Regions from separate parts of the Cricetulus griseus genome. Here region 1 is linked to region 2. A link is a contact called in public Hi-C data. All regions are on one chromosome and are shown on one strand. The core of a region is the stretch at or near the end of the contact, and the rest is flanking DNA. Distances in the headings are between cores, read along the strand shown. Region 1 overlaps Ptpro (receptor-type tyrosine-protein phosphatase O). Region 2 holds the start of Eps8 (epidermal growth factor receptor kinase substrate 8).

Evidence for each region. Hi-C and Micro-C count contacts between places; a contact is called where the count stands out from the background.
Region 1: a contact with region 2 is called in a Hi-C map of the CHL-YN cell line, with 4 times the contacts expected there. The contact joins the enhancer-like site here to the promoter of Eps8 in region 2. A contact is called at or near these places in 3 of 8 Hi-C or Micro-C datasets (the CHK-Q cell line, the CHL-YN cell line and the CHO-K1 cell line).

The regions. Positions count from the first base shown.
Region 1 is chr8:11,579,474-11,584,409 of CriGri-PICRH-1.0, reverse strand. It overlaps Ptpro (receptor-type tyrosine-protein phosphatase O), which reads left to right. Exons shown (of 26, transcript XM_035448717.1): 23 at 1-13; 24 at 4,498-4,652. Among named protein-coding and RNA genes, the nearest start is that of Ptpro, 190 kb to the left of the region's middle. Within about 2 kb of position 2,904, at least 1 of the 6 cell types and tissues checked has open chromatin away from gene starts, as enhancers often do.
Region 2 is chr8:11,381,055-11,386,173 of CriGri-PICRH-1.0, reverse strand. It overlaps Eps8 (epidermal growth factor receptor kinase substrate 8), which reads right to left and starts at 3,695. Exons shown (of 22, transcript XM_027429928.2): 1 at 3,500-3,695. It also overlaps the pseudogene LOC100751844.

The DNA of each region.
Region 1 (4,936 bases), core at 1,655-4,154, 200 kb before region 2:
CCGGATCAATTATGTAAGTTTTCGGCAGCTTCAGGGAGGGTGATCTCCAGTACCCCACACAGGGCCTGGAGAGCAAACCATCCCAATGTAAGGTTGAGAGCACTTCAGGCTCTGCCATGCTGCTACCTGCAAGAGACAAAAGTTCCGACGCAGCACAGTTTCTCCCCATCTTCATCCAGTGTGCTTTGGATGAAATGTTGTCTTCAAAGGCCAGGGGAGGTGAAAGAAAAGTCTGCATTGGTCTGTCTCAAACCTGCACGGCACTGCCAACCACAACTGGGAGGAAGGCATTCATTCTCGTCACTTGCATTACTCAGATAAGAGTAACTGCAAGATACGTGAGACACGGATACATTTCAAATTAAACATCAGGACTTTGTTCTGAGTTTCCATGTCTATCCCTCATTAATCATGATTCCATGTCTCTCTTAAAGTTGGGTAGAGTTCCAGAAAGATCTGTTTGCTGGTCCTGCTTTTGTCTCATTGACAAGTCTTTGAGGGCTGATGGGTGTCTGTGCTTGGTTCCAGTGCTCACATCAGCCAAAGTTATCCCATTTGCTGGGGGGTGGGGGTGGGGTGGAGCATATCACTAGTATGGTCTGCTTGGAAAGAGCTGTGTGTTGAGAACAAAATTTAACTGGAGAGTCCGCTTGCCTTGTTCTTTCCTGCACAGAAACGGCCCTTCCTAATGGCACCGAAGGGAGAGGGTGTGATGATTCATGTGGACCAGCCAAGCTCACCCCCTGCCCATTTCGTAAACCCCCTGAGCTAAGTGTAACATGTCTTTCTTAGGACTGCCAGCTCCCAAATAATGACACGGGGACTACTTATTGATTATGAAAGCTTGGTCTTAGCTTAGGCTTGTTCCCAATTAGATCTTAAAATTTAACCCATTTATATTAATCTGTGTCCTGCCACATGGCTCTTTACTTCTCCTCGGTAACATATGACCGACTTCTGTATCTCACTGGCAAATCCCCTGCCTCTCAGATTCTTCCCAGAATTCCCATTTCTGCCTGGAAATCCCAGCGATCCTCTCCTGCCTAGCCATTGGCTGTTCACCAACTTATTAAACCAAACAGAAGGTGCCTTAGGCAGATGAGGTAAAACAGTAAGACATCTTCACACAGTGTGATCAAATATCCCGCAACAGCTAAGAGCAGCTTCTCTGTTTTCAAATGTTAGGCGGACTGCAGACACAGCCGAGCAGTCTAATGCTTGGATGGTACACGCAAATCCCTGAGTTCTCCCTTCACAAAAATGAGTTGAAAGGATTGGGGAAAGTTAGGTAGTATTTCACATGGCATTGGCCACTCACAGACATAGTGGCACACACCAACCAGCCAGCACTCAGGAGGCTGAGGCAGAAGGACTTAGATATGAGGCTAGCTTTGACTGTACAATAAGACCCAGACCTCCAAGGAAAAAAACTTAAAGACTATTTCCGGTGAAATACTATATATCAATCATGTGAAATTCAAACTTCAGTGCTCATGGTGTTCTGTTGGATCACAGTCCACATTTATTTGTGTATTATCTATGACTGCCATGGAAACTGAATAGCTGTAATATCTAAAATTACTAAAATACCTACCCTGCCTTTTCCAGAAAATATACATATAAACAAAGGTTACCCATGGCAACAACAACAGAAGCACTCAGTTAACCGCCCACTGGTGCTTAGAAGTAACAAACCGGTTCTTATCTACTAGCTGTAAACAGTAGCTTTCTCTAGGGGTGAGGAAAAAAAAAATTCAGGTACACCCCTAGTGTGTGAGAGACAGGCTGCTTCATCCCGTCTCTCCTTTTGAAATGTCCAGTTCTTCCTTGTTCCCCAAGCAGGCTATTCAATTACTGTCACTCCTTTATGAGACCTCCCCATCCCCAGACTTTCAACTCCTTCCTGCCTGCCTCCAAGTGTCCCCGCCCCCCCTCCAGCTAACCACAATGCCTCTACAGTTTTCTTTCTTCACCTTTTCCTCCCCTCTCCCCCAGGAATACTGTTAGTTCCACCAGCAAGTGTTCTTTCTCCCTGGAATGAACAAATCTGAGAACGCGCTATTTCAAAACTAATAAAGCACTATCCAAGTCAATCGGCTTTCTACCAGCGGTGATATTTCACGACCTTAAGGCCATTTAAGCTGAGCTTGCTTTCTGGGCTGTTTCAGTGAGAAGGCCAGTGCAAATTGCTCAAGGGTAGAGAACAAATCTTTCCCCCTACGTTTGCATCTGGAGGGGGGGGCGGGGAATAGGGAGTACAATGTCGGGTCTGTTCTCGAGCCTGCTCCCTTTATGGGGAAGACTTACACAGATCACAGTGTGATCAATAACATGCTTCTTGTCCTTGGCCCTAAATGATGGCCCCATCTTTCCATGACAAGCACGTGAAACATTTTAGCACCAGAAATAAAGCCCCACACAGCAGCGTTTGTTTATAAGGCGGTTCAGAGGACACGAGCATCTGGTGGCAGGGTGCCCTCTTTAGGCAGTAAGCTGGCAGAACCTGAATTGGTCAGACAACACGGATCTGATCTAACCAAACAATTTTTCCCCTGAACTTTTTGTTTACATCCACCCTCCATTCTTTCTTCGCTCCACACTGAGATGTGTAAAGTTCCCGAGTATCTTCTCAACAAGACACAAATATATAAATGAGAATTTCAGAGGGAGACAGTTTAGAATAGCGGAGTCAGACAAAACAAAAGGGTTTTTTGTCGCGCGTGGGAATCAAGATTCGCTAGACCCAGCACAGGTTAAAAAGGTTTATTCAGAGATAACACTTACATACGAGGCAGGCGGCTGACATAGGCTCTGGGCTCCAAGGATCCTCCTAGGTCTGTCCCCAGGTCAGCAGCCAGAGAGGAAGCCACGCCTTCCCTAGTCAGCCTAAAACCTACCCTCCGGTGAGCACCTGTGACCACTCCCAAATAGGCGTGGTCAGCGCCACAGGTGCGTAGTTAGGTCTCTCACTACAGGTTTTCTCATTAAACAAGGAAACTGACTGTAACGCCAGATTGTTACTTCCTAGCACCCGGACGCTGGTGTGAATTAGTATCAACAAGTTACTTATTCCCTTAGACTCCGAGTCTTGCTATCAACCAAAAAAGCCTCTGCCAGTTCCGTGGTCCTGCTTGGGAGCTGTGAGGAGACCACTGGCAGTCTAGTGGCTTCCCTCCTTTTACATCCATTTATACTTTTTAGCAGATGACATATTCAGAGTGGCTGTATTGGAATATGAACATGGAAAAGCAATACTGTGATTAGCATGTGAGCAGAGCCAGCATGGCTTATGAGCCTTTCCAGACAAGCCAGGCTATCTAATTTGACACACCCATCGTGCTGCATATTTGCTATTCTGCCCAGTTCTGCGCAGTTTATCATGGAAGGGTTACTTTGTTGACATATTCCTTGAAGGAAACCATAAGGGAAGCCAGCAAGCATAGCGTCTTCACAGCCTGTGTGCCTGGAGCAAGAGCCTTTGAGTGCTTCATGCTGCCTGTAAGTGGCAGATGATCTTAGGTGCCAAATAGACGGTGGGTCTAGTTGACGTGATGGCATTGTTATCTCTGTAAATCTTACCATGTGTTTGCACCTGCTATTTATATACAATCTACTTATATAGATGCAAATTCTGCTTAAGACTGTTGGGTTTTGCTCTTTGCAATCCATTTCTCTATGCTACCTGAATATAAACTTGAGCCCCAAACCCTCTAAAGTTTTGCTAGAATATTCTATCCAGAGTGGATTGTAGAGTCTTTGCAAGTTTGAGGGGTGAACCAGATACTCGAGAAGGGCCTGATTTGGGAGCCAGCCTCACAGTTAACAAAGGAACAAATCATTCTTACAACTTACTGGAAACCAAAGGAAGTTGACCTTGAAGGCTCCCTACTGATGGCTGTGCAGCTAACTAAAAGGAAAGAAAGGTACCATGCACTTCAATCAAGTTCCCTAAGAATGCTGGGTCATGAATGGCACTGTAGTGCTGGCCCATTCCAAGGGAAAGGTGGATCTTTGCACGCTGGTGACAGTAACAATCTGTAGGATGCTTTGACACATGAATGTGACCTCTTGGGAATTTCCCAGGAAAGCTCATTGGTATCTAGATGAGGGACAAGTGGTTCCACTAGCATGGAACTGGGCTGGAAGAGAGCTCCAAGTAGCAACAGGAGTTTCCAAAATTCACTGGCCCGGCCTGAGGTAGCTTCTAAATGGCAGAGGCAGGATGTCAACCTGAGTCGACATACGCTCTTGTTCTTAGCTACTAGAGCTAAGAGCTAGTAGATACGGGTTAACCTCTGTCTCCATATTTTGAGGCTTTGTACAATTACAATTTCCCTTCAGGACCTGATTTGTACACGCAGGTGCTCAGAGATGGAAAGGGAAAGGTGGTGAAGAGGAGTAGAAAGTAGTCCCACCTCGATCTGCAATGGTCGCTCGGGCCACGCTAAGCGTAGATGAAGTGACTAATACGTGGTCGTTGGCATTTCTCCCCTACAGGCTGACGAGGCCCAGGATGTGATGCACTTTAACTACACGGCCTGGCCCGATCACGGTGTGCCTCCTGCAAATGCTGCCGAAAGCATCCTGCAGTTTGTATACATGGTCCGACAGCAAGCCACCAAGAGCAAAGGGCCCATGATCATCCACTGCAGGTAATCTGGCATTTCCTGCTGATTCCCTTCTCGACACTGTGACAAAAATATTTGACAATAGCTGCTCGAGAAGGTTGCCTTAGTTCAAGGGTTCAACCTGTCTCAGTGGGACATCGTGGTGGTAAGGGCTTAAGGAAGCCACAGGCAGGAGGCAGACAACGATGAATACTGGCGTGACCAGCGTTCTTGGTCTTATTCAAGCAGGGGCCGCTGTCCATGCAGTGTGGTGCTTGTCTTCAGGTCTGGTCTTCCCACCCGAGTCAACCTGTCTAGGAATGCCAGGA
Region 2 (5,119 bases), core at 2,446-4,945:
TCCTCCACAGCCTCTTCATCAGCTCCTGCCTCCAGGTCCCTGGCCTGTTTGAGTTCCTGTCCTGACTTCCTTAAGTGATGAACAGTAGTGCGGTAGCAGAAGCCAAATAAATCCTTTCCTCTTCAACTTGCTTTTGGTCATGGTGTTTCATCACAGCAATAGTAACTCTGACTAAGACAGGGGACTCACTATGTAGCCAAGTTGGCCTCGAACCTGCCATCTTTGAGCCTGGGTTTCCTAGTGCTGGGATCAAAGGTGTGCATAATTACAACCTAACCCTGGGACAAACAAAAGACAAATTCAAAGGGGGGAAAGCATGCTATAAACTTGTGGGATGGAAAGGACTCCTCAAAATGTTCAAAGTTGTCAAAAAACAAAGATAATCTGAAAGAAGACCAGAGTTAGCCTGACCTAAGAGACTGTGACAATTAAACGTACCCAGCGTTCTGGCTAGTGTGATCCTGAGAGAGAAAGCAGGTTAGATAAAAACCAGGGAGGGCTGGGCTGGAGGGACAGCTCAGCCATTAAAGGCTAGGCTCACAACCACAAACTAGGGAAGGGGCTGGAGTGTGGCTCAGTGGCAGAGCTCTGGGCATAAGACCTTGGGTTCAATCTCCAAAAACAAAGGGAAAACAACATATAAACAAAGAATGAGTTATCACTAATAACACAACACTATTAACGACCCCTTAATTACAGCCAGTACAACCTGAGATGTTAATAGAAGTTATAATCCCTGTACCATTGCTACATTTTTCTGCCAACTAGCTTACAGACTACTGTCAGTATTCATTTATCATTTTTACTTTTATTTGTGTGCGTGTGTGTGTGTGTGTGTGTGTGTGTGTGTGTGTGTGTGTGTGTGTGTATGCACTTTCGTGTGTAATGACTGAGCGAGAGGCCTAAGCAAGTACCCCTCCCCCCCCCCCCCCGCCTCCCTCTCCCTGCAGCACTGGGACTGAAGATGCATGCCCAGCTTTTTATGTGGATGCTCAGGACCTGAACTCACCCTGGACTGGCAAGCACTTGGCCCACCTAGCCGTCTCCCCAGCCCCAAGGGTCTGTTTGAAAATCCCACTTAGGGATGTATCTGAGAAAGACTGGACCCGAAGAACACCCCCGAATCCTTGTAAAGACTCAGTTCACCTTGTTTGCACGGACTCCACTACAATGCTTCTTAAGAGGAACAGTTTCAGTTCCTCACAGCTGCAAACAATTTGGTGCAGCAATCCCCAGCAGGGATGTACTGTACAGCCAGAGCACTTTGGCTAAAGACCATCTCTTCCTCTCCGATACCCCTGCAGATGTCTGAAAGTTTATAAGCTATACTTAGCTTGTTTTGCACTGAGACGGAACTACCAAATGTGTCTAATATGACTTGGAAAAACCAACCTAAAATTTACACAAATAAAGTTAATGTTCAAACTCACCTAACAAAACTTCAAGGAACAAAAGAGCTTTGAATCTGGCATTTACAGTTCCTCAGTCAAACGAGGCTCAAATGAACCTATGTTTTAAAATAAAAACAGGTGAATGAGGAGGAGATTCAGAGGAATAAAAGGAAGTAGACACATAAAGAGATGCGAATGTAGGTGTTTTAAGCAGGATTAAGGTTTCAAATGAAAGCAGATGGAAGCAGAGGGTAGCAACATGTGTCACAGAGTTACAAAGTACTGAGGCTGAAAAGAATGCGCACAGACTAAATCAGGATAAAACCAGATAAACAGGCAAAATGATCTCTTTACCTTTGAACACAAATAAGCAAAGTGTACAAAATTAAACACCAGTTTCCTGTAAAGGATTTTTTTTTTAAATTACCCTCAATAGGAGTTCACTTAAAGCATTTCCCACTGTGGATAAAAGGCTAACTTGCCAATTATAATGATACTCTATGACACTAGAAAGTGAAAGAAAGTTATAAAGTAGACATCCCAGTACAGTGAGCAACACTTAGCTCCAAACAGGGGGAATTAAACGGTATTTTCTATCCCTTCTTTTTTCCTGCTATGAGGGAAGTGTGTGAGTTGTGGCGTTTGACAAAGTCTTAATCTACTATTGTGCAGGAAAGGCTTCTATGCACACGCACTTGCTAGCTTGTGACACTCTGTCACAAAACGACTATGTGACAAGTCTACTGACAGGATTAATGTTCAGACGGTGTGAGCCCATCAGCCACAGATTGTCTGTCACACCACCAAACTAAAAACTACAGCATCGTGCCCAGAAACTTTGGATCCCCAATTTTAAAAACAGAAAATCTGTACTAGGTGAGACGAGATGTCATTGGCTTTAATTTCAATGGACTGTCTGTCCCAAGATCTACAGTTTTACACAATGAGCACAGGCGGTCCAAAACCCAAGGAGCTGCAGAACGACATCCTTTCAACAGAGAGAAATTAGAAACAGCCCACAACAGTTACTTTGGGGGGGATGGGGTTTTTTTTGGTTTTTGGTTTTTTTTTTTTTTTTTACATAAAAATGCCTTCTAGGAATCCTAATTTCACCACCTACCCAAAGTGGCAAAACCAAATAAAAATTCAAAGTACTCACACGTGTCTGAACCAAGTTGCATCTGAACTTAATTTTATTCGCTATTTTGTCTCTTTCTCCTGCTGTCTGAGACAAGAAGTGAAACCTTGAAAAGAAAAGCAGCCATGCATTCGCTGAAACATTGGCTCAGAGAAGCCTCCTCTTCTAAAGCCTCGCCGCTCCAAATGTCTACGGGTTTTAAGCCCAAACACCAGGGAGTCCTGCCCAGGCGAGATGCCAGCAGCACTTGGGGGCTATAGGGGGAGGAGGATTCGAGCAGCAGGGCTCAGAGAACCGTGCAAAGACTTTGCATGAGTATTGTAATCATTGAAAAGCCAAGAAGGGGTGAGACACGGGGAGCCTCCAACATCTCAGTGGGTGTGGAACCCCTCCAAAGCCCTAATGACAGCAATAGGAGAGGCCATTTTCCCCCAAGTAAAATGGTGTTGGAAAGTGAGCCAGAATTCACAACTACTCAAACACAGCGAGCTACCTCACCTGGAGGGTGTCCATCTCTCACAGGGCGGGTCCCCATCCCTAACGGGTCTGTCTCCTAGGGAGAGTCCCCACTTGGGCTGGGGTGAGAGGCGCTCTGAAAGCCCCAAGTGCAAGACATTAAGGCACAGTCAGAATCCAGGTGTGCCGAACTCAGGTGCGCCCCGCGCAGCCCAGGTGAGCGTGGGGTCTGCGGGAACCCTCGGCGCCCACCCCAGCCGAGCTGGTCGCGGCGGGCTCGGGTCTCGTGGCCCCCGGTCGCGCGGAGCGGGCTCGGGGACGCGCTGGGGCGGCAGCGCCCTCGCACACCTGGCCGCCGCCACCAGTTGCAAAGGTTCCAAGTGAACCACGGTGGCCGCTGAGCCTGGCACCGCTCGGCTCCCCGCTCACACAGGCGCTTACGGGAAATCGAGAGGGAGCCCATGCCGCGGGAATCCCACCCTGGGACCCGCACCGGTGTCCGAGGGGCTCTTACCTTGGATCCGCCCTCCGAGCCGCCGCGCTCCTCACGGAGTGCCGCGACCTACCCAGAAACGAGGTGGCCGGTGGCCGAGGGAGAAAGACCCCCGAGGTGGAGCGCTCGCCGCGCCCCGCTTCAGAGACGCCGCCGGGGCTTGCCCCGAGCTCCGTGCCCCGCGAGCCCGCCTCGCCCGCCGCCCGGGCAATGTGTGCGAGCCGCTCGCTCTCGGCCAGAGCCAGCGCGCCCCGCGCATGCCCAGCAGCGAGCCGGGAACGCGCGATGCCCCGTGCGGCCAGGAGAGGGCTCCGGTTGCTGGTCTTGAGGACAGTTGAGTCTCTAGTGGCCCCTAGGGTTATGGACTGGGTCCCTCCGAGATCCCCGGTAAGGTGGGCACCACACTCAGCAGGGGGACCCGGGATCCCCAGCCTCAGGCTAGTGTCTACAATTCCCCGGGTGAACTGACCTGAGCCTGCAGAGCACCGCCCGGGACAGGGGCGATGCCCCCAGCAGGAGAGAGCGCACAGGTGACTGGGACTAGGTCGTGAGACACACCTGATGACCACTATCAATCTAGGAGTTACTGCCCTACCCACCTACCAGCGGGAGGTATTCTCCTGGCCTCTGACCTGTGTCCCTTGGTCTCTTCTTTTCCAACTCCTCAACCCAAGCGGTGTTTAAGTGGTACCCAAGAGCTTCGTTGGTTTACAGAGGCTCCAAACACCAGTCCCTGGATATGGCCAGCAAGCCCAGACCCGTCTCACAAGGCGCCTTGGATCCCACTTTTCATGGGAGCTCCTGCCAAGAGCCTGGTGTATTTTCGAGTATGTGAGACTCTTTAGTCCAGGAAAACTGCTCACCACTTCAGTGCTCGCCGGCTCAATCACGGAGCCACACAATGAGAATCTGCCAGTCTTCTCTCCTGAACCAAGCATTTTCTTACCCTTTACAATCCTTCCTTGTCACAGCTACGCCCCCAGATACACCGGCCCTTCTAACTTCAAGTCAATTGACTTCCAGAAGCCAAGAAAGACTATTAAATGAAACTTGGCTTAAATAGCTGGGCCTACCTGCTTTGTGAGGCAAGCAAAAGCACATTCAACCCGACTTACCAGGCCAAGATGGGGGGATGAAAGGGGTAGTGATAGGTCTTATGACTAAGTTCAGTCTCCTGCCTTCATCGAGTCTTTTGTCCAACATTTCCAACAGACTAGCATCTACCTGGGCACGTCTGATGCTGGAAATAGCGGGGTTTGCTCGATAACTAGGATTGTTTACTTTGATGATCTACCTCAGGAACTACGAAACTTCCTTACATCATCCCTAACCCTTAAAATAAGTCGCCATTTTAGAAAATTGGGGAAATGGTATTCAGAATTTTCTTTCTTTTTGCCAGAGCTAATAGTGACATCAGAATTCAAACCCAGGCCTGCCTACCCCACGGCTTACACAAAGAGCTTTCTGAACTCAAACCTACTGGTCTCCTGTAGACCAGTCCCGACCTACCCGGAAGACTTACACGAGATTAATCTTACTCCTTACAGATACTGCAAGCCTTGAAATAGTAGATGCAGATTAATAAATAACCAACACAGGCGTTGAGACTTGTCCTCCGAAGTTTTGTTCTTTCACTGGTCC